Regions from separate parts of the Gossypium hirsutum genome. Here all the other regions are linked to region 2. The links are chromatin contacts, called in public Hi-C maps. All regions are on one chromosome and are shown on one strand. Each heading gives the region's core, a stretch centred on a gene start, on an enhancer-like site or on the middle of the called end of the contact. The rest is flanking DNA. Distances are from core to core; before and after follow the strand shown.

Evidence for each region. Hi-C and Micro-C count contacts between places; a contact is called where the count stands out from the background.
Region 1: a Hi-C map of leaf shows a contact between it and region 2, with 2.6 times the contacts expected there. The contact joins the promoter of LOC107886142 here to the promoter of LOC121203592 in region 2. A contact is called at or near these places in 9 of 34 Hi-C or Micro-C datasets (callus, hypocotyl, leaf and 1 more).
Region 3: a contact with region 2 is called in a Hi-C map of leaf, with 2.6 times the contacts expected there. The contact joins the promoter of LOC107886139 here to the promoter of LOC121203592 in region 2. A contact is called at or near these places in 3 of 34 Hi-C or Micro-C datasets (all in leaf).

Annotation. Positions count from the first base shown.
Region 1 is chrA03:17,955,604-17,958,896 of Gossypium_hirsutum_v2.1, forward strand. It overlaps LOC107886142 (protein EMBRYO DEFECTIVE 514), which reads left to right and starts at 2,006. Exons shown (of 2, transcript XM_016809989.2): 1 at 2,006-2,606; 2 at 3,128-3,293. The coding sequence starts at 2,253. LOC107886141 (pentatricopeptide repeat-containing protein At1g74630) reads left to right here. Exons shown (of 1, transcript XM_016809987.2): 1 at 1-1,676. The coding sequence ends at 1,463.
Region 2 is chrA03:18,485,640-18,488,613 of Gossypium_hirsutum_v2.1, forward strand. It overlaps LOC121203592 (transcription factor MYB34), which reads left to right and starts at 1,323. Exons shown (of 3, transcript XM_041096780.1): 1 at 1,323-2,974. It overlaps LOC121219118 (a long non-coding RNA gene), which reads left to right. Exons shown (of 3, transcript XR_005915840.1): 3 at 1-989.
Region 3 is chrA03:17,917,278-17,920,151 of Gossypium_hirsutum_v2.1, forward strand. It overlaps LOC107886139 (activating signal cointegrator 1), which reads right to left and starts at 1,443. Exons shown (of 4, transcript XM_016809983.2): 1 at 1,186-1,443; 2 at 102-785; 3 at 1-2. The coding sequence starts at 1,335. It overlaps TRNAL-CAG (transfer RNA leucine (anticodon CAG)), which reads left to right and starts at 1,564; the gene lies at 1,564-1,644.

The sequences.
Region 1 (3,293 bases), core at 756-3,255, 530 kb before region 2:
CTGTTTATTTTGCGAAGAAAGTGTTTGACCAAATGCGTGAACCAAATGTTGTAGCTTGGAATGCTGTTATCACGGCTTGTTTTAGGTGTGGTGATGTAAAGGGTGCACGAAAAATGTTTGATATGATGCCTTTTAAGAATTCGACTTCATCGAATGTAATTCTTGCAGGGTATGCGAAAGCTGGGGAGATGGAGATTGCCAGGAAAGTGTTTTGGGATATGAAAGTGAAGGATGATGTTTCTTGGAGTACTATGATTGCCGGATTAGCGCATAATGGGTTCTTTGATGAGGCTTTTGCGTACTTTAGGGAGTTGCGAATGATAGGGTTGAGACCGAATGAGGTTAGCTTGACTGGGGTGCTCTCAGGCTGCGCACAAGTTGGGGCATCTGAGTTTGGTAAAATCTTACATGGATTTATTGAGAAATCTGGGTTTAATTGGATTCCTACCGTGAACAATGCACTTGTGGATATGTATGCAAGGTGTGGGAATGTAGGGATGGCTCGATTAGTTTTTCGGAGTATGCTACATAAAAGTGTTGTTTCTTGGACATCAATGATAGAGGGGCTTGCAATGCACGGTTATGCGGAAGAGGCGATACGGGTTTTCCATGAGATGGAAGGATGCGGAATTAGGCCAGATTGGATTACCTTTGTTTCACTCCTATACGCTTGTAGTCATGCCGGGTTGATTGAACAAGGATGTAACTATTTTTCTACGATGAAGGATGTGTATGATATCGAACCTACAGTTGAGCACTATGGCTGCATGGTTGATTTGTATGGTCGAGCTGGTTACCTGCAGAAGGCTTATGACTTTGTATGTCAAATGCCAATAACGCCTAATGCTATAATTTGGCGAACTCTTCTTGGTGCTTGCGGCATTCATGGGAATGTTGAGTTGGCAGAGCAAGTAAAGGCGAGACTTTTTGATCTAGAACCTGATGATTCGAGTGATAATGTGCTGCTGTCAAATATTTATGCAGTTGCAGGGAAATGGAAGGATGTCGCCACTGTGAGGCAGTCAATGACAGATCAGAAGATTAAGAAAACACCTGGTTGGAGTATGATCGAAGTTGACAGGACAATGTATAGGTTTGTGGCAGGGGAAAAAACGAATAAGACTACAGCAGAGGCTTACGAGAAGCTTAAGGAGATAATTAAAAGGCTTAGGCTTGAGGGAGGTTATGTTCCTGAAGTTGCAAGTGTGTTGCACGATGTAGATGAGGAAGAAAAGGAAGATTCGGTATCCAAACACAGCGAGAAGCTTGCTGTAGCTTTCGGGATCTCAAGGCTTTGTAAGGGGAGGGTTATAAGAATAGTAAAGAATCTGAGAATATGCAGAGATTGTCATACTGTTATGAAGTTGATCTCTAAGGTTTATGGATTAAAACTTGTTGTCAGAGATCGAAGTCGGTTTCACTCATTCGATGATGGCGCTTGTTCTTGCAAAGATTACTGGTGATTTGAGAAGAAATTCGAGTCTTCAACTGTTGGAATGCCATCAATTTCGGCACACTGAACGAAAGCAGAGGTGCAGACAAGTATGGCGAGGCTGTATCAAATTTTTGAGTCTTTCATCAAATATGGGTGGAGATATTCACCTGAACCTGATTGTGTTCAAGTGGAACTAATCGATTTTAGATGACTGTGAATATTGATCCACTTTGCACCAAAACAAATTATTCTTAATGCCTTTAACATTACACAATATTTTGTGTTGCAGAAAGCAAATTATGAACTACACAAATATGATATATATTTAATATGGACACAAAAAGCTTCATAGCTCCAACCTATACAAGGCCGCCGCTTACTAACCGCTGGTTCTATCCCGGCCAAGCAACCAAAGCCGGGAACCTAGGTGGGAATCTATCTAATCTTGTAAGGTCTTCTGATAGATACCAAAAATAAAACCAACCGGTTTATTAAACTATCCATACCAACCGGTTTATTAACAAGTCATTGAATTATACAGTCACATCAACAAAATTTAGGTATCAAATTGGATATTTTAAAAATAGAGATATCACATTAAAACAAACCCTAAAAGACTGGGCCATTCATGACATTATCCCAAAAAATTATCAAAACCGTCTAGCGTAGTGGCCGAGTGGGATTTAGCACACTTGTAATTATTAAGGAAGCAAGGTATAAAGCCTCTTTTTCTACCCATGAAAAACTAAACAAAACCTCTGTGCAAACTCCTCCACTGCCGCCAAACGTTCTAGGGTTTGAAATCTTATCTTCCTCAATGGCGGATAAAGAGCCGTCGCCGGAGCCCGCCGAGGCCAACTCACCATCTGAAGACATGGATCTCGAAAACCTTGACTCCTCCGCCCAAAACCCTAATGCCGGGGACGACGCCAACGGTGACTCCAAATCGAAGCGCGGGAGAGAGGAAGACGGCGAAGAAGCCGAAGACGTTTCCAAAAAGCAGAAACTGGAGAAGTCCGTAGAGGAAGAAAGGCTGGAGAAGAAGTCAGATGAGTCACCAGAGTCGGGTCGTGTACGGCTCGGTCCGAAGGAGTTCGGGTCGTCTTCGGAGATGTTGGATTACTTTTGCTATTTGCTTCATCATTGGGGTACTCAACTGAACTTTAACAAGGTACTAATTAAATTATCTTCTTCTTCTTCTTCTTTTTGTTTTTTTTGGTTTCGCTGTTAGTTCTCATTGGTAGTTGATGATCTATTTTATGTAGAAGAAGAAATTTTTTTATTTTTTGTTTGTATCAGTAGTAGCATTACAATTATAGTTTTGATGGTGAATGAAGATAGTAGATGATTGCACTGGCATAAAGGTGTAAACTTTTTAGTTTCATGAAGCTTGATGTTGTAATTGTTTATTAGAAGCCAAGTATAACATTACTCTATGGGAAAACATAGAAGTAAAATTGAAAATACCCTGTGTCATATGTATATCAAAATCTGATACTCGCACTTGAGTCTAAGTAATATAGATTGGCGTTTTAATATTGTTTAGTTTGAGGAAAGGCTGCTTTGTAGGAATGATAGAAAATGCACATAAGGTTCATTGCTTTTATCTTATATTGTCAAATTTGATCCTTAGGCACTGAAATATTTGAATTTTTGTTTCATATTGCGATCATTTTTGGCTTTGTGTTGCAGTATGAACATATGGTATTGCTGGATTTGCTTAAAAAAGGTCATCTAGAGCCTGAGAGAAAGATTGGTGGAGGGGTCAAAGCTTTCCAAATCCGTATTCATCCACAGTGGAAGAGTAAATGTTTCTTTGTGATTAGGGATGATGAAACTATGGATGACTTTAGCTTCC
Region 2 (2,974 bases), core at 73-2,572:
TCCATTAAACATAAGCCTCTTCTTTCTTTTCAAAGAACGCCGAATGTCAACTTGGACTCTTATACGCATATAGTTACGGTTCTCCTTCCCCAAACTAGAGCCATCATACTCCATGAAGACCCCTATAAAGTTTCGAATTTGTGCTGCCAGGTTCTCAGAATAGAAGCCAATAGGGATATTATTAATTTGAACCCAAAAGGGAGAATAAATAAGAGGGACTTTTAGGGGATCTTCTCCCCACTGCAATTGATATAATAACAATAAATGATTATTGAAAGTCCAAGGAGAACCCTTTAACACCCTTTCCATATCCATAACATGAAAAAACTGAAACAAATACCTTTTTTTCTCCTAAATCTCGAATTTGAACACCCCTTACCGGATGCCACAGATTGCCCATGGTATTTTTCATTGCTTAAAGTGGATTGTACTAGCTGTCAAAAAACAACCCACTAACGTAGATACTCCCATCATCCTTTCTGCAGTTTGCTCAACTTGAAGTTGCAAGATCTCATCTTCCTCCTCATTAATTGTTAATCCAGCAAATTCTACCTCCATATTTTCCTAACAATTTCCTACCAATTACGAATGAGTATACCAAAATACTAATCAGAGAATCAAAAAGCAAATCATGCCGTTTGATTTGAACAAAGACTGAAAGAACAAAAAAACCTAAATTCTGCCAGAGAAAGCAGACAGAGACGTGCTAGGGTAGCAGACTATAGGGAGGAAGGAGAATTTACGTTCTACATATCACAGAATTAAGTATTGGAATAATTAACAAAGGTTGAGGCTTAAAATTCGTAAGTGTCTAAGATTGATTTTTGTTTTTCGTAAAATTCTATCCATATTTATTTTAATTTAAATTTCATCGTTTTTGTATAAAATTATTCTAGTTTAGAAAATTTTATATTAGTGATTCGAATGTAATAATTTTTTATATTGTAGTTGTACTCCTAACAAAATTACTAGTAATATACTTTCTTCGATTTTGGTATTGATAGAATCAGCTGTATCAGGCAATACTAATTATTATGCTTTCATGCCGATTATTGATATAAATTTTTTTATTTTTTAAATTAATTTATTTTTTTATATTTTTATATTTATATTTAAAATATATTAAATATGATTATTAAAATTTCATGGAAAATATGACCATTAAAATAAGTTATTAAACTTAATTAATATAATATTTTTAAACTATTTTTTATTTATATTTAAAAAATTAGATGTTAAATATATATAATTTTGTAAATCGAATTAAATCAATAATTTATATTATATATATCATTAAATTAGACTCTAAAATAAAATCATATTTAATTTAAATTTGGGCAATCCTTGTTTGATTTTTCTAATAACTTAAGCTAAGAGTTTATTTTTAAAAAAATTATAATTGCATTCACACTGTTGAAATAGATATAATTGCAATTAATCAATACAATGAATAACTAGATTAAGAAGCAAAATACATCTAACTTAAATTAAAATAATTCTCAAAGAACTCATTAAAATCTAGAACTTAAAATTGTTACTGTTTCTTTATTACCATTGGTGATGATTTAAGATAAAGAATTATTTTAAGAGTTTGTCTGTTTAGAATGTAATACCTCAATATTCGATCCGATTGTTAGGTTAAGGTATCAAAATATCATATTCTTTGTCAAAGTAATTATAGAAATTTCAGATTGATTTATCTTATTATTTGATTATTGAAGACCGTTTTACTCATTTTAGTAACAATTGAATTTATGAAATAACTATTTATGAGTTAAAGGATCTCATTAAAACATATATGATATTCAATCAAATATAACAAAATTTATAAAAATAACACAATTATTAAAGTTTTACAAATAAGTCCATTGGAGGACTTGCACTTTTAAAGTAGTTTACTCATTTTATGTATATTTCATATTTATTTCTAAATTGTTCCAATTAATTTAATTATTCATAAAATTTTAGCCAATATTCCAAAATCAAATCAATTAACAATTATTCATTTATTATTTTATCAATTCATTTAAACATTCTCACATGTATTAATCATTCCATCACTTATAACCATTTTGTAACATTTTAAATTCATCTACTATTTTTTCCTCCTCATCCTTTATGTATATATATTAGGATATTTAGTTTTTAGCATGACATGTTTATACGTAACATTAACTATAATTCAACTATTTACTTATGTGTTCATATCAAAGTTGTCCACTTGTGTCATAGTCACTAAATTATTTATATCTTGAGCTAAAGATTTCGAAATTAAGATTCGCTTGATGTTTTTGAAACTAGACTCAAATATATTTTTACCATAAAAATTTCAGAATTTTTACTTTATCCAACCAGTAAATTAAATTCTTCAAATTTGCCCCTATTCTGCTACTTGACAGCTTCGACCTTTCTTTACTAAAAATTAATTATCTCTTAGTACGGGGTTTAGATAATGTTTCTATTTTATTCTCTTGAAAATAGAATCATTAATAATTTAAACATATAAATTTAATCCCCTAATAATATATTTAAAATTTTTTATGATTTTCCAAACTCATAATACGAGGACTCGAATCCATTCTGACCTTATCCCACAACAAATAATATATCTCAAAATATAAAATTTCATTTCTTACATTGTTTCTTCCATGCAAAACTAGACTCAATAAGCTTTAGTTTCATATTTGATTCACCCTCTAAATCATTTCCTATTCTTTTTGGTGAATTTTCAAAATAGAGTCTCTACTGCTGTCTAAAACTATTTTTAGTAAATTTCTCTACTTTTCCATGGTTCTTTACATTACTTTCATTTAATCATACATAGTCATTATACCTTTATTTATATTCAATTTAATCACTCATATTTATGTGTAGACAGCATACTCATTCCTTAATATTAATACTTTTTACAACACACATCTTATTATCTCTTACTTGAAAGCTTAGTATTTCAAGTTTCTACATGTCATGCTTC
Region 3 (2,874 bases), core at 193-2,692, 570 kb before region 2:
TCCTGAGAAGAAAAAAACATGCAGTGCAAGTGACTTTCAAGCAAACACATGTAGTAATAACCTCTGGTCTCAAAGAGTTAGGATTTAAAAACATGATATACCTCCTTTGATAGCCAACTGTTACCCTCAATCTCATAGTAGTCACTTTGGTCATCAATAACTGTCGTACGTGCTGCAGCGTTTCTGTCATATTCTACAAGCCTTTTTGCGTAAGCTTCAGCTGCTGCTTCAGCATCTGATACAGGAGTGAAGCTTCCTTCAAGACCAGCATACGTGCTCCCTTCTCTAAGCACTAGAGCACCACAGAAATTGCATGGCCCCTCTCCTTCCTGCTCGCAGACTATCTTACCACATGAAAGACAATTACTGACCAGTCTGTGTTGGCGAGCTTGGCACGAGCACGGTTTCCCCTGGTGGAAGACAATCGACCCTTTGGCTGCCTCTGCAAGTGAAACAACTTTACCAGCTTTCTTCTTTTTAGAATTACCTTGGTTCCCTTTATGCATGTTTCTTGAATCACTAGCATCATTCGGGATTCTGTTTTCCTGATTACCAGAAATGACATTCTTTTTTGGTTCAGCCCGATAACTAGAGCCCGCAGCCTCTTTTGGAGTCTTAAATGGTTTCTTCGTTCCACTGACAGAGATTTCACCCGAAGGTGGTTTGACATAGGCTTGAAGTTTCGAAGCAGGGATGGCTGCATTGCCGGTGCAGAGATCTAAGTGACCTCTCCGCCGCAAGTACTCTTCGGTAACAACTTTTCCTGCTTCTTGTCCAATAATATTCTGCAAAACAAATGAAATTTAATACTTCGATAAAGAATAAAGCTATTGCAGCTGAGATTAGGAAACTTGACATGATACTTAATGTTAGATTTTGACTCCAAGAACTTGGCTCAATGGTTAGTGCATGTTTCGAGTTCAAACATCAAAGTTCTAAAAATAATTTGTGAAAATTCTACAATAATAATAATATAATGGAGGGATAATCATTCATAAAAATCAATTATCCATCGAAATTTGAATCATCAAAAATCATCTTGCAAGTTGCCAACACATCTAATATCAACTAAACCCAATCCCAGATCAACAGACACCCTCAAAAACAATCCGCCCTTTCAAATTAAAAGAAAAAAAAGAAATCCATAAACCCTAAACTCATAACAAGAGAGTGAAAGAGAATTACGTCAAGATATTCTTTGGCGTCAAGAGGATGAGCCAACTCGCAATAGGAAACTAACCCAGAAATAATTTCAGCATCCAAATACAAACCCGTCTCTATTTTTTTACACAAATCAATCAAAGCCTTCTCCAGCCATTCTCCTGCCGTCTCCATTATTTTCCTCTCTTGTGCTTCAGCAGAAGATCACAGGGCACTTTTCCGTAAAAAGAAGGGAGTATGATTGGTATAAAGTGGGAAAAATGTAGAGGTCTTGGGAGCCGTAGGTTGCAATCTTTTTGAGCTGAGATGGCAAGATCTTAGTCGTTGACGTTTGTTGGATAAATTTAATTGATTTAATATCAGTGATTAGATAGTTTACCATTAAAACGCCCGACCAAAGATGTCAAGATGGCCGAGTTGGTCTAAGGCGCAAGTTTCAGGTACTGGTCCGAAAGGGCATGGGTTCGAATCCCATTCTTGACAAGAATTTTTATAATTTTTCTTTCCATTTTATTTCAAATTTTTTTAAATTTTTGAATCCCTTATTTAAGTACTTATTCTTTAAAGCCCTTGTTCAACTCTTTTTTTTTTTTGAAGCCCTTATTTAACCCCCTTTTTTTTCTTTTAAGTCCTTATTTCACTTTTAAAATTTTTAAAGCCCTAATTTAACTTATTTTTGCTTTTAAGTCCTTATTTCACTACTTTTTTTAACTTTTGAAGCATTAACTTTTTTTTAGTTTTAAGTATTTAATTTTTTAAAGCCCTTGTTTAACTTTTTTTTATTTTTGAAGCCCTTATTTAACTTTTTTTGCTTTTAAGTCCCTATTTTACTAATTTTTTGGCTAAACTACACATTTAAGCACCCAACTATAAAAAAAATCATTTTATGCACCCAAAATAAAAAATGTATAATTTAAGTACTCGTGTTATATAGTTCATTCATTTTGATCATGTAACACCCCTACTCATATCCGTCGCCAGAATAGAGTGCAATGTATTACCGAGGAGTATGGAACACTGACAGATAATTTAAATCATTTATCATTCAAATACTGAGATTGATTATAAAAGTTCCTTTAATGGACCCTCGAGGTCCAAAGCATGCATTAGGATCGGGTCGGGACTAAATCGGAGTTGTATGAAATTTTTCACAAAATCCCAAAATTTTTCTCATTTACAAGGGTCACACGCCCGTGTGGTGTGGCCATGTGGCTCCATTGGCCGTGTCTCTGAGGCATGTAACTCTCTAACTTGCATCTATGAAGAAACTCGGGTCACACGGGCTTAGTACACACCCGTGTTGTCAGGCCGTGTGTCACACACAGTTATGACACACGCTCGTGTGTCTACCCGTGTGGACAAAAGTTAGGCTATTTTCCAGCCATATTTCTCACTCATTTGATCCTTTATCTTCACTCACATTTAATACATACAAAAACTAATTTAGGATATTCAACCGAGCCTTACACTTAATGCCATTTATCAGTTGTACATTTCATGTAAATAACAAGAAACGTATATCGGCTCAATTCCCATTAAATTTCTCTTGTACTTATACTTTTTCACATTATATATTCATATAACATATAACAATCATACCTCTGTATTTCATATACAGTTTCATAACAATTTGTCTTGGTTTCGAACTACTTCATATTTGAGTTTTACTCATCAAATCATTTGAAACATCATCTTTACACATATAGTGCGATT